3 separate regions of the Sus scrofa genome follow, and all the other regions are linked to region 2. A link is a contact called in public Hi-C and promoter capture Hi-C data. All regions are on one chromosome and are shown on one strand. Each heading gives the region's core, a stretch centred on a gene start, on an enhancer-like site or on the middle of the called end of the contact. The rest is flanking DNA. Distances are from core to core; before and after follow the strand shown.

Region 1 (3,252 bases), core at 402-2,901, 370 kb before region 2:
AACCTTTAGTTTTGAAAGTGGAGCCATTTCCAAGAGAACGATGAGGAAGCAATCAATGAAGTATTCACAGAAAAGGAACAAAAGATAGGATACAAAAACAAATGAGACCTTGGTCATGGAAATTAGTAAGGTCCTGATTCCAAGCAGGAGTCTTAGACAATTATGCTGCTGGTTCAGGATTATAGTGGCTGTGATTTAAAACCAAACGCTTCCCAGGAATTTTCACATTTGCAATGAAAAAATACATTTCACTTAGCAAACAAGTGATTTGAAGATCTTGGGGCACCTGATTATTAACTGTTCACTTTCCATTCCCCTTTCCCCAAACTACTTTGTATTCAGAAAAGGCTCTTTTCTGAATGATGGAAGTGGCGTGGGGGGGGGGTGTCCCTATCTACTCTAAATTGGAATTAACTCAGAAGATAATGAGCAGATGTAATTAGGAAATACAATAAAAATAAGGAATCCCCACATAAAATTCATCTGCAACTACTAAAAAGAAACACCATGTCCTTTTAACTGGCTGTGTGGCCTTGAGTAGGTTACTTAATCTCTCTGGGGCCTCAAATTTCCTATCCATAAGATAATATAGCCTACTTCATAGGATTACTGTGGCAATCAATTGGGATAAGGCAGGTTAAGCCCTTCACAGTATATGGCACATAATAAGCACTCAATCAGCGGGAGTGATCAAAACGATGAGGATTTTAATTCTGATGGGCAAGTAAACTCTTTCCACAGGTGCAACCTCAAAAGGTGATGTGTAAGGTCAGGCAGGGTCAAGGGACACGCAAAGGACAGGAGGACCCTAAGGTCTCCAGGTAAGATTCCCGGAGCCGCTGCACTACCGAGCGCGACCCAGCGCTGGGAGGGTTGCTGGCGGGGCGGCGGCCGCAGCGCCGCGGAACTGGAGAGCTACGTCCCCGGGCGGCGGCCGCGTTCGCTCCTCCGGACCCCGGGGCTCCGAAGCCGAGTCCCAAGCGGACAGCCCCCGTCCGACAGCGGAGGGCAGGAGGAGGAGGAGGAGATGTGGAAGGGAGTAAGGAGGAGGAGGAGGAGGAGAGAGGAGGTCCCGCCGAGGCCAAGAAAACAGGCCACGCTCGGGGGAGGAGGCAGAAACCAAACACCCAACCGCCGCCCCACGCCCGGGCTTGGCCGGTCCATGTCCGCACGGCCGCCTCCTCCCGCACCCCAGGTCCGCCGAGGGTCCACCGAGGGGGTGGGCGTCCAGCCCGCGGAGGCTGCAGAGGCAGCGAAGGCCGGGAGCGCACCGACGGCTGCTCGCGAGCCGGCCCGAGGGCAGGGCGCGCGGACCAGGCAGCGCAGCGGGGCGGCGGGGAGCAGGCGGCCCTGGACGCCGGCCCCGCCCGCACTTACTTGGGCCCGACCTGCGGCGGGACGGCGGCGAAGGCAGCGGGCACCCGGCTTGGCGGGGCTCGGCGGGGACCGGCGCGCTGGCGGTTCGGGGCGGCTGAGGTAGCTGCGGCTCCCGGACGACGGGCGCGGGGCTCGGGGCCGGTCCAGCCTTCCTGTGGCCACACCGCTGGCCGCCGCCGGCCCGTCTCGCTCCTTTTGTTGTTGTGCAGCCTCGGAACAGCTGATCAGCCGCTGCGCCCGCCCGGCCGCCCCGCCCCGGGGCCGCGCCAGCCCCGGCCCACCAATCGGCGGCGCTGGGGCCCCGGGGCCGCCCTGCGAGAGGTTGTCACTAACGCACGTGACCTGGCGCCCAGCCGGCCGACGCTCTTGAGTTAGAAACAAGCCCGGGCAACAAAGCCCGGGCGCCGATGGGAGAGTAGGGGGGCGAGCGGAAGGGAGGGAGCAGGGGTGGGGGTGCGATGGGGGCTGGCACTGGGGCGACTGGGAGAGAACAGAGGAAGGGCTGGGGCTGAACCGAAATGGGAACCTGCAGGAGTGTGAAGACAACTGGAACCGATGGGCGAGAGGAAGAGCCCTGACCTCAGCTGACCCTTTGGCCAAGTGAGAGGCCGAGTGTTTGGGGTACAAAGGCTCACAAAGCTTTTTTTGCTGTGAGGGGAAAATCAGGGACGTTGAGAGTGATGGAGACGAAGATCCCAAGAGACCACTTCAGGCCAGTATACGGGTAAAATCGTGGACGTGGTGCTAAGGCAGGGCCACCTAACCTTTTGGCCTTCTTTGGAAGGAAAGTTTAGATTCAGGTATAGGAATGCCGCCCACCCAATATCTTTTTTTTTTTTTTTTCTTTTTAGGGCCACATCCATGGGGCATATGGAAATTCCCTGGTTAGGGGTCAAATTGGGGCTACAGCTGCCAGTCTACACCACAGCCACAGCAATGCAGAATCGCCGACCCACTGAGCGAGGCCAGGGATTGAACCCACATCCTCATGATGTGGATTTAATTCCACTGTGTCACAACAGGAACTCCCCAACCTTCTTTTTAGGACAAGGAGCCAGGCCCCATCTCGCTGTGGTAACTGATACTGGGACCTGACTGAACTGGCCCACAGGCTCAAGATTCAACCTACAGGCGGGCTCACTATTTATAGTGAGAAGAAAATAAGACAGTGGGCTTGAAAATACTTTCCAAACCAAAGCTGTGTACATATGTTGATGGATTAACTGTCTGGCCAAGGCAAGGAAGTTATTTTGATGTATCTCCACTCTTATGGTGGATCTTGTTTGGCCTGAGATGTGGTTCCCAAGGTTAAATTTATATACCCTCAACAGGTGTCTGATACATTACAGTATTCTGAAAGACTCACATTCTGGCCCTCACAAACATCCTGTCATCAATCTGTTTCCAACAATCCTGGTTTTAAAGGGTGAAAATCAAAGTACAGGGGATTGTCTGACCCCCAAGAGTAATAACTGTAATTCGAGGGCCATTCTCAGAAAGTAGAACAAGACTTTAACTTGGATTTTAGTTTTTTTGGCAAACGAGGCTCATCCTAATATATCCTCTCAAGTGTCATTACTACATTAGGAGCCCCATAGTCTCTTGTTTCTTCTTAGGAATTCATGGAGAGATCATCTTCCCATTCAGAATCAAGGCATGATGATCCTTTTAAGGCTCTAATTTTTTTTCTTTTTTCTTTTTAGGGCCGCACCTGTGGTATATGAAAGTTCCCAGGCTAGGGGGTTGAATCAGAGCTGTAACCGTCGGCCTGTGCCAGAGCCACAGCAATGCCAGATCTGAGCCACCTCTGTGACCTACACCACAGCTCATGGCAACACTGGATCCTCAACCCATTGAGCGAGGCCAGGGATTGAA
Region 2 (3,182 bases), core at 487-2,986:
AAAACAACATGTAAACGGAGAATATGTGCACTTTAGTAACCCTTCCCATTCTGAGCAGGCTGCTCCAAGATATTCTACCCCTCTGCGCCAGTTCTCCTCCGATGAATAGGCTCCGGAAGGCTGTTTGAGAAAGTCTCTCCATTTCCCCAAAGCAATGAATAAAAAGTACAAAGAAATTGGTAGGTAATGCGGGATCAGGATGGCAGATGTGCTGGGAATGAGCCCATAAGGATGTCTAGCGCTCAAGATAATGATATTCAAATTAACGAGTCATCTTTGTACACAAAGTCAAATGGGCCCATTCAAAGCAGTCTAGCTTTTAGCTGGTTCTACATTTATTTTTTAGAGTGCTGCCCAGTACTTGACTAATTTTCAGAACTTCTGTTTCTGAACTTTAGACTCTTTCCAATGTTTTTATCTTCTGAGGGTGAATTTTTATAAACAAACAAATGTCATGAGAAGTAAATCTGGTAAACTGTGCAGCCAATGGTGTTGGGTAATACATCTGGGAAATTACACACAGGCACACAAAAACAAAACCAAACCCAGGAATACAGCCATAAATGAAAAAGAATGACTTTCTTGGGCTGTTCCAAAGCTGTCTCTGTGTAATTCCACAAGTGTTTCCAAGAGATTCAAGCAAGAGGTACTGCTCCCAAGCCATCACTTTGAAGGACAATACTTGTTCTGGCAAAACTTTTGGTTTTTTGGGGTTGAGGGGGAAATGAGATAAAGAAGACAGTCCTATTATTTTATAATTACACTAAAGAAAAATGACTGACAAATCCGAAAGATTTTTTTTTTTTTATCAAAACCGAAGACTTAAGGAAATTCTCCAAATTTCAATTTGGATGCCTCAGATCCTCTGGTACTCTGAGCTGGGGCCGTGGGTAGAAGGAAGGTGGTTAGGATTAATAAAGACAGTACCAATTACCAATAATTAAACCCTTTTATCATATATCTAATCTCATCTAATTCTCTGAGTTAAAAGAAATCAACTGATGATGGAACAGAATGGAAGCATTTTTTTTTTTCCCCAACAATCAGCCCAATGATTGCTTGCCTGAGGTACAGGGTCAGAGGCAAGATGATGAGGTTCTCCTTTGAGGTGGCGCCTCAAAAGAGGATGACAACAGCTCAGGCAAACGGAGGCCGGGTCACCGTGACCCCTCGGCGCTCAAGAAAGGGCGCCTAGGCTGCACCACCTGTACCCCATCGGAACCCCCTGGGATTTATCTGGGTGACAGAAACCGGGTGAAGCCTTGGGCTCTCAGAGACGAGGCATGGCCGGGGCCAGGTGTCGGGGTTTGCTCAGGGGCGGAGTCGGGCCTTGGGAAGAGATGACAGGATCCTCGAGGACAAGAAGTTAGAGTGTGTGCGGCCCTGGGAGCGGGCAATCAAGGGTCTGGTCCCTAACAGGGAGAGGAGCCGGCAGTCTCGGGCGAGGGGGTGCGTTCCTTAGGGTCCGGCGGCGGAGGGGTGGCTTTAGGGCCTGGAGCAGGCTTTACCAGAGCAGCCCACCCCTCCCGCCCGTTAACCTGAGAGTCTCTTTCTCCTCGGCTCGGCTCCGGTCGTTGCTGAGGACACCGCCGCCGCAGCCTCTGGGCCGCTCGACAATGCCCAGTCTCAGGGGGTCTGATCCGCAGAACTTGGACTCGACCTCATCCAAGAGCTCGTCCAGGTCCTTCGCCATCTTGAATTGTCACAGCCCTCCGCCTCTGCAGTTGCTATAGTACTGCGTGGTTTCCAGGGGCAACGCGAGGACACGCTGCGCGCGCTCGCCGTCCTCGCGCATGCGTGCGCTGTCCCAGGGCCGCCCGGGTCCCGGCGAGGCCGCAGCGCAAGAGCGCTGTCGTGGAAGGTCTAGTTGGGTTCCGGAGGCCCCGTGGCGCAGGCTTTCTGGTGGAGCTGGTGGTCGGAGCTGTTCCTTTCTGCGTAACCTGGCGCTGCCTCGCTTGTCTTTGTTCCAGGATGTCTGGAGTGTTTTGTTCCATCTCCCTCTCCTGGACTCAGGTTGTAACAACAGTCACACGACTCCCTGACTCTTTCATCTGCTCTTCTTCTGGCCCCATTGGGGGTCCCCCTCCTATCCTAAACGTTCATAAATAGTTCAAATAGTCTGTGGAGAAGCCTGCAAAAGGAAGGCCATGTTCATAGCAAAAGTGTACCTGCCCGTAGTCGGCAGGATTCGAACCTGCGCGGGGAGACCCCAATGGATTTCTAGTCCATCGCCTTAACCACTCGGCCACGACTACTGCTGGTGTTAATTTCAGCAGTGATCTATGTAGAATCTACACGCAAGTGTCTGCTGCAGTAACAGGTATGTTTGGTTCGCGAGTAAGACATAACAATGCTGTTCTGTCAGATAACAGCATGTTTGAATGTTTTGGGACTAATAATTGTAGTTTTTTGAAAGGCTCTTTGAGCGTGTCCCTTCCAACCCTTTGATTCCCCATCAGAAAAAAAACTGAATTCTAGTAAAATCGCTAAAGTTAGAGTCAGAAAACAGGACAGAGGGCGAAAAGCCTGGTACACCTGCCGGCAGAGTGATGGAACCGTTTCCAGGAGGGAACCGGGAACCTCAGTGCCCCCCAACGCCCAGCCTTCAGGTTTCCTTGCCTGGCTCCTGGCTGCTGGCTCCACCCCTCCCGCTCTCTCTTAGCCAAAGAGCTCCCAGACTGTCCCTGCCTTAAAAGCAGTACTTTGAAAAGTGTAATTCATGATACAAATGCAAGATATTGTCAGTTAATCCTACTCCTACAATATTATGCGCACTGAAACTTGAACTTTGAGTGTTTCTAATGTGGGATAATACAGAGGTTGACAACCTTGGAAACTGGCTATAGTTTGATCCGAATGAATTAATAGCCTCATTTATTTGGTTTGCTGTTTGTTCAGAATAACTTTAATGTCCCTGAAGTGGTGTGATGGAGTGAATGTGCCTGCTCACTAGAGCCCACCTCTGAAGTTTTGGGTGTTTTGGGAGCCAGTTGTTAAATGCAACCATTACTAAAATTAAATTAAAAAATAAATCAAACTATATAAACCCCACAATTAAATTAACCATATTAAAAAAAGCAATACTCAGAATTCACCACAGTCTAGTTATTTTCCTACATTTTACTATATTTTCTGCTGTTGAGATTATTTATATCTGTTGTATCTGAAATACTGTATAATGG
Region 3 (3,448 bases), core at 438-2,937, 510 kb before region 2:
TTTAGAAGCCATCCAGTCTATGGTGCTTTATTATAGCAATCTGAACTAATTAAGGCAATGCATAAAGTGCTTAACTCAGTGCCCATAGATAGTGAATTTACAATGAGCATTTGCTAGTAAATATTAACTATTATTTTTAGGTACACTAATCATGCCTGTTATAACGCTCAGTGCCCACTGGACATTTCCATTTCAACACCTCACAGGGTGTGCACAGTCAACATTTCCAACCTGAATTTCAAACCTGCCCCCTAGCTCTTCCCTGTACTGACAGACGATGGAGACATAGACCATTCACCCTGTCACTGGCGTTAGAAACATAAGAGCCATTCATTTTCCCTTAAGCTTTTTATGCCCAACTAGTGGGTGTATAAAACAAGCCAAATTTTCCATGAAAGTAACTATGTAATCTTCCTGTTGATGTTTTATTAATTTAGGTCCTCATGATTTTACTAGTCTAATACATGGTTTCCAAACTGTGTTCTTTAGAGTCTAGGACAGAGTTTCATGAGTCAGAAGAGTGACCCAAGGATGGTTTTTACAGTGAGAAAAGGACTGAGAACAGGACTCTGGGGAACATCAGAATGAAAGAGGCAGGGCAAACTCTAGAAAGAGTATTGTGCAGGAAGAGAATAAGACAATGGTTGCCATTGAAGCACTGATCTACTTCCACTTATGGAGGAGCTACTTCCACTTATTTTTCCTAGAACTTCAAAGCTTTACTTTTTCATTCTGGAAGCCATTGAACTTATCTTCTCTATCCAGTGTTATCGGCCTGAGTAAGTGCAGTGGAAAGACCATCAAAGGCTCAACTTAGTCCCTTGTTTGTTGGGAAACTTTGGACAAATGATCGAACCTGGAACCTTAGTGTCTTCACTGGTTAAAAGACGTATTATGAGGTTGTTTACAGGAGAAAACAAGAATCATGTATATGAAAAAAGCACTATATATTAGCTAACATCTGCCCATGTTTCTAGACATGAGGCCTTGTTTAAAAAGATTACCTGTATTATCAAGTTCTTCCTTAAATTCTTTTCTCAACCCTAAGATTAGGCACTATTATAATTAAGGTTCCGAGAGGCTATAATTTGCACTAATATAGATCGTGTATATAGTCTATGAATTCACTTTTTAAAAAAAACCTTTGTTAATAAAAAGCGCATTACAGAATGGGGGTATATGAAAAATGGGGTTAAAACAATATCTCTAGCTGAGATATCAAGAAAATTAGGCGTTAAATATTGAGTGCTAGTCCTGAGAAACAGCAGAAAAGCTGGATCTCGGGGGTCCGTCAGCTGTCCGAGAAAGGGGGTGGGAACGCTGTTGGCCAAGACCAATAGGGCACATCTGTTGAGAGGACCTAAGTGGGAGGAAATCTTAGCAATGGAAATGGGAAAATTGAAAGCACCGAAAACAAACTTTGCATAGATCACAGTTTCAACCTGCAGTGCTCACTGCCTTTTCCTCAGACGCTGAGAGGCCTATTAATAAGGCTGTTCGTTTCTCTCGCTGAGAATCTCCCAGGGTACCGGGAAAACCCAACCTGCGACCCAACTTATTCTCAAACCATCTCCCATAGCAACCGGAAGGAGGCGTGGTCTGGGGACAGGTACCGCCCTCTTTCTTCAACTCGAACAAGGATTGGCCTGGAGGCGCGGCTGTGGCGCCGGAAGGCGGATCCCGGAGTCCCAGCTACGGCTGGGCTGTGCCGCCATTTTGGATTGTGTGGGTTTCTGGGAAGTTCCGAGTGTTCCTCACACCCCGCGGTTCCGCAGATCACAGGCCCGGGCCCGCGTCCGAGTGTCAGGTTGGAGCCAGGAAGCGTCCCTGGGGGTAGCGGCGGCGGGGGCAGGATGAGCGCGGAGGCGGCGGACCGGGAGGCGGCCACCTCCAGCCGGCCCTGCACCCCGCCGCAAACGTGCTGGTTCGAGTTCTTGCTGGAGGAGTCGCTGCTGGAGAAACATCTGCGCAAGCCCTGCCCGGGTAAGCGCGGCGCCGGCAGCCCGAAGGGAGCGAGACCCGGCCACCGGCGCTGTCCGTGCGGCTCTCACCACCCCGCGCCTTCTCGGCCACGAACCTGTGACCCGGGAGGCGGGGACCAGAGCGGAGCTTTGGCGCGGCCCGCTTAGCTAAGCATTAAACATTCTAGTGCGGGGGCATCGAAGTGGGAGGCCAATGAAAAGGGCAACCCAAAGGCCCTTCCGCATCCCCTTTTACTGTTTGGGTTTTTTTTTTTTAAGTCACCTGCCAGATGGTATAGTGAAAGTTACTTGGGTTAGGAAGGCTGGCTCTTGACAGAACCCGGGACAATTTGGGGAGATGGAGAGAAATCAGCTATTTTGGGTCAGACCCTGATGCCAGGATATATAGTTAACTATTATTAATATATAATTTATGTTAAATATAATTAATATATAATTTATATTACATGTGTATATATGTATTTCAAATTTGGTCTCTGAATCAAAAACGAAGAAATCTTTGAAAGCAGGAACTGCTTTACTTTACAAGATGGTTATTGTATAATGATGATCATGATTAATATCCCAGTTAATGAGTGCTGTTAGGGAAGGTGGAAAACGCCAGGCATTTCTGGAAAGAGGTACCAGCATGAGAAGGTAAGCTCCTGGATGATATTTTGCTGATGAAATTTGAATTCAGATGTGGCTTGTTCAGTCTAATAGCCTGGTCTTAACTGGTGGAGACTACTGTACTTCACTTGGGCAGTTTTACCGCCTATATTATATTGTGTTCTTTGAATTGGTTGCTTTTGACTAACGTTTGTTGAGTGTTTCTGGATGTCAGGCATTAGTCTTAATGCTTCACATATGTTATTTCTTTTTTTCTGTCTTTTGTCTTTTTAGGGCCATACCCGCAGCATATGGAGGTTCCCAGGCTAAGGGTCAAATCGGAGTTCCAGCTGCTGGCCTATGCCACAGCAATGCAGGATCTGAACCAAGTCTGCCATCTACACCACAGCTCAGGGCAACGTCTGATCCTTAACCCACTGAGCAAGGCCAGGGATTGAACCGTGTCCTCATGGATGCTAGTCAGGTCATTAGCCACTGAGCCAGGTGTTATCCTGTGAGGTAGGTGGTGTTATCCTCTATTTTGCATGGAGATAAATGGGTTTGTAGAGGTAACTTGAGGCAGGTCTCACTAATTAGTTAACAGTTCTAACAATGGCATCTCTTTCCTTTAATTGACATTGGTTATTTGTTGAACTGGAAATCTATAGCCATTGTCGTCTTCCTTAAAAGTGCTTTATTCTGCAGGGATCTGTTACCTTTCCTCCTTACACCGTTCCTGATGTTTCACTTGAATCCCCAGGCACCCTTCTTATAAACCATAATCCTTAGATGTCGTAGCTGCACAATGTTTGTGTTTTTTTAAATTGAAGTGTAGTTGATTTACAGTGTTTCAGGTATACAGTAAAGTGATTTATTTG

Evidence for each region. Promoter capture Hi-C pulls out the DNA fragments that hold promoters and counts their contacts. Hi-C and Micro-C count contacts between places; a contact is called where the count stands out from the background.
Region 1: a promoter capture Hi-C map of liver shows a contact between it and region 2, with 2.4 times the contacts expected there. The contact joins the promoter of TP53INP1 here to the promoter of C4H8orf37 in region 2. A contact is called at or near these places in 1 of 5 promoter capture datasets (liver), 5 of 47 Hi-C or Micro-C datasets (brain, embryonic fibroblasts, heart right ventricle and 2 more) and 1 of 2 datasets of contacts at active chromatin or transcription factors (alveolar macrophages).
Region 3: a contact with region 2 is called in a Hi-C map of epiblast stem cells, with 2.5 times the contacts expected there. The contact joins the promoter of INTS8 here to the promoter of C4H8orf37 in region 2. A contact is called at or near these places in 2 of 5 promoter capture datasets (fetal liver and liver), 8 of 47 Hi-C or Micro-C datasets (embryonic fibroblasts, epiblast stem cells, fetal heart ventricle and 4 more) and 2 of 2 datasets of contacts at active chromatin or transcription factors (alveolar macrophages and skeletal muscle).

Annotation. Positions count from the first base shown.
Region 1 is chr4:41,746,053-41,749,304 of Sscrofa11.1, reverse strand. TP53INP1 (tumor protein p53-inducible nuclear protein 1) reads right to left here and starts at 1,651. Exons shown (of 4, transcript XM_001925224.6): 1 at 1,378-1,651.
Region 2 is chr4:41,372,279-41,375,460 of Sscrofa11.1, reverse strand. C4H8orf37 (protein C8orf37 homolog) reads right to left here and starts at 1,736. Exons shown (of 6, transcript XM_001924281.4): 1 at 1,539-1,736. The coding sequence starts at 1,693. It overlaps TRNAS-AGA (a tRNA gene), which reads right to left and starts at 2,255; the gene lies at 2,174-2,255.
Region 3 is chr4:41,877,096-41,880,543 of Sscrofa11.1, reverse strand. It overlaps INTS8 (integrator complex subunit 8), which reads left to right and starts at 1,687. Exons shown (of 28, transcript XM_003125559.5): 1 at 1,687-1,983. The coding sequence starts at 1,854.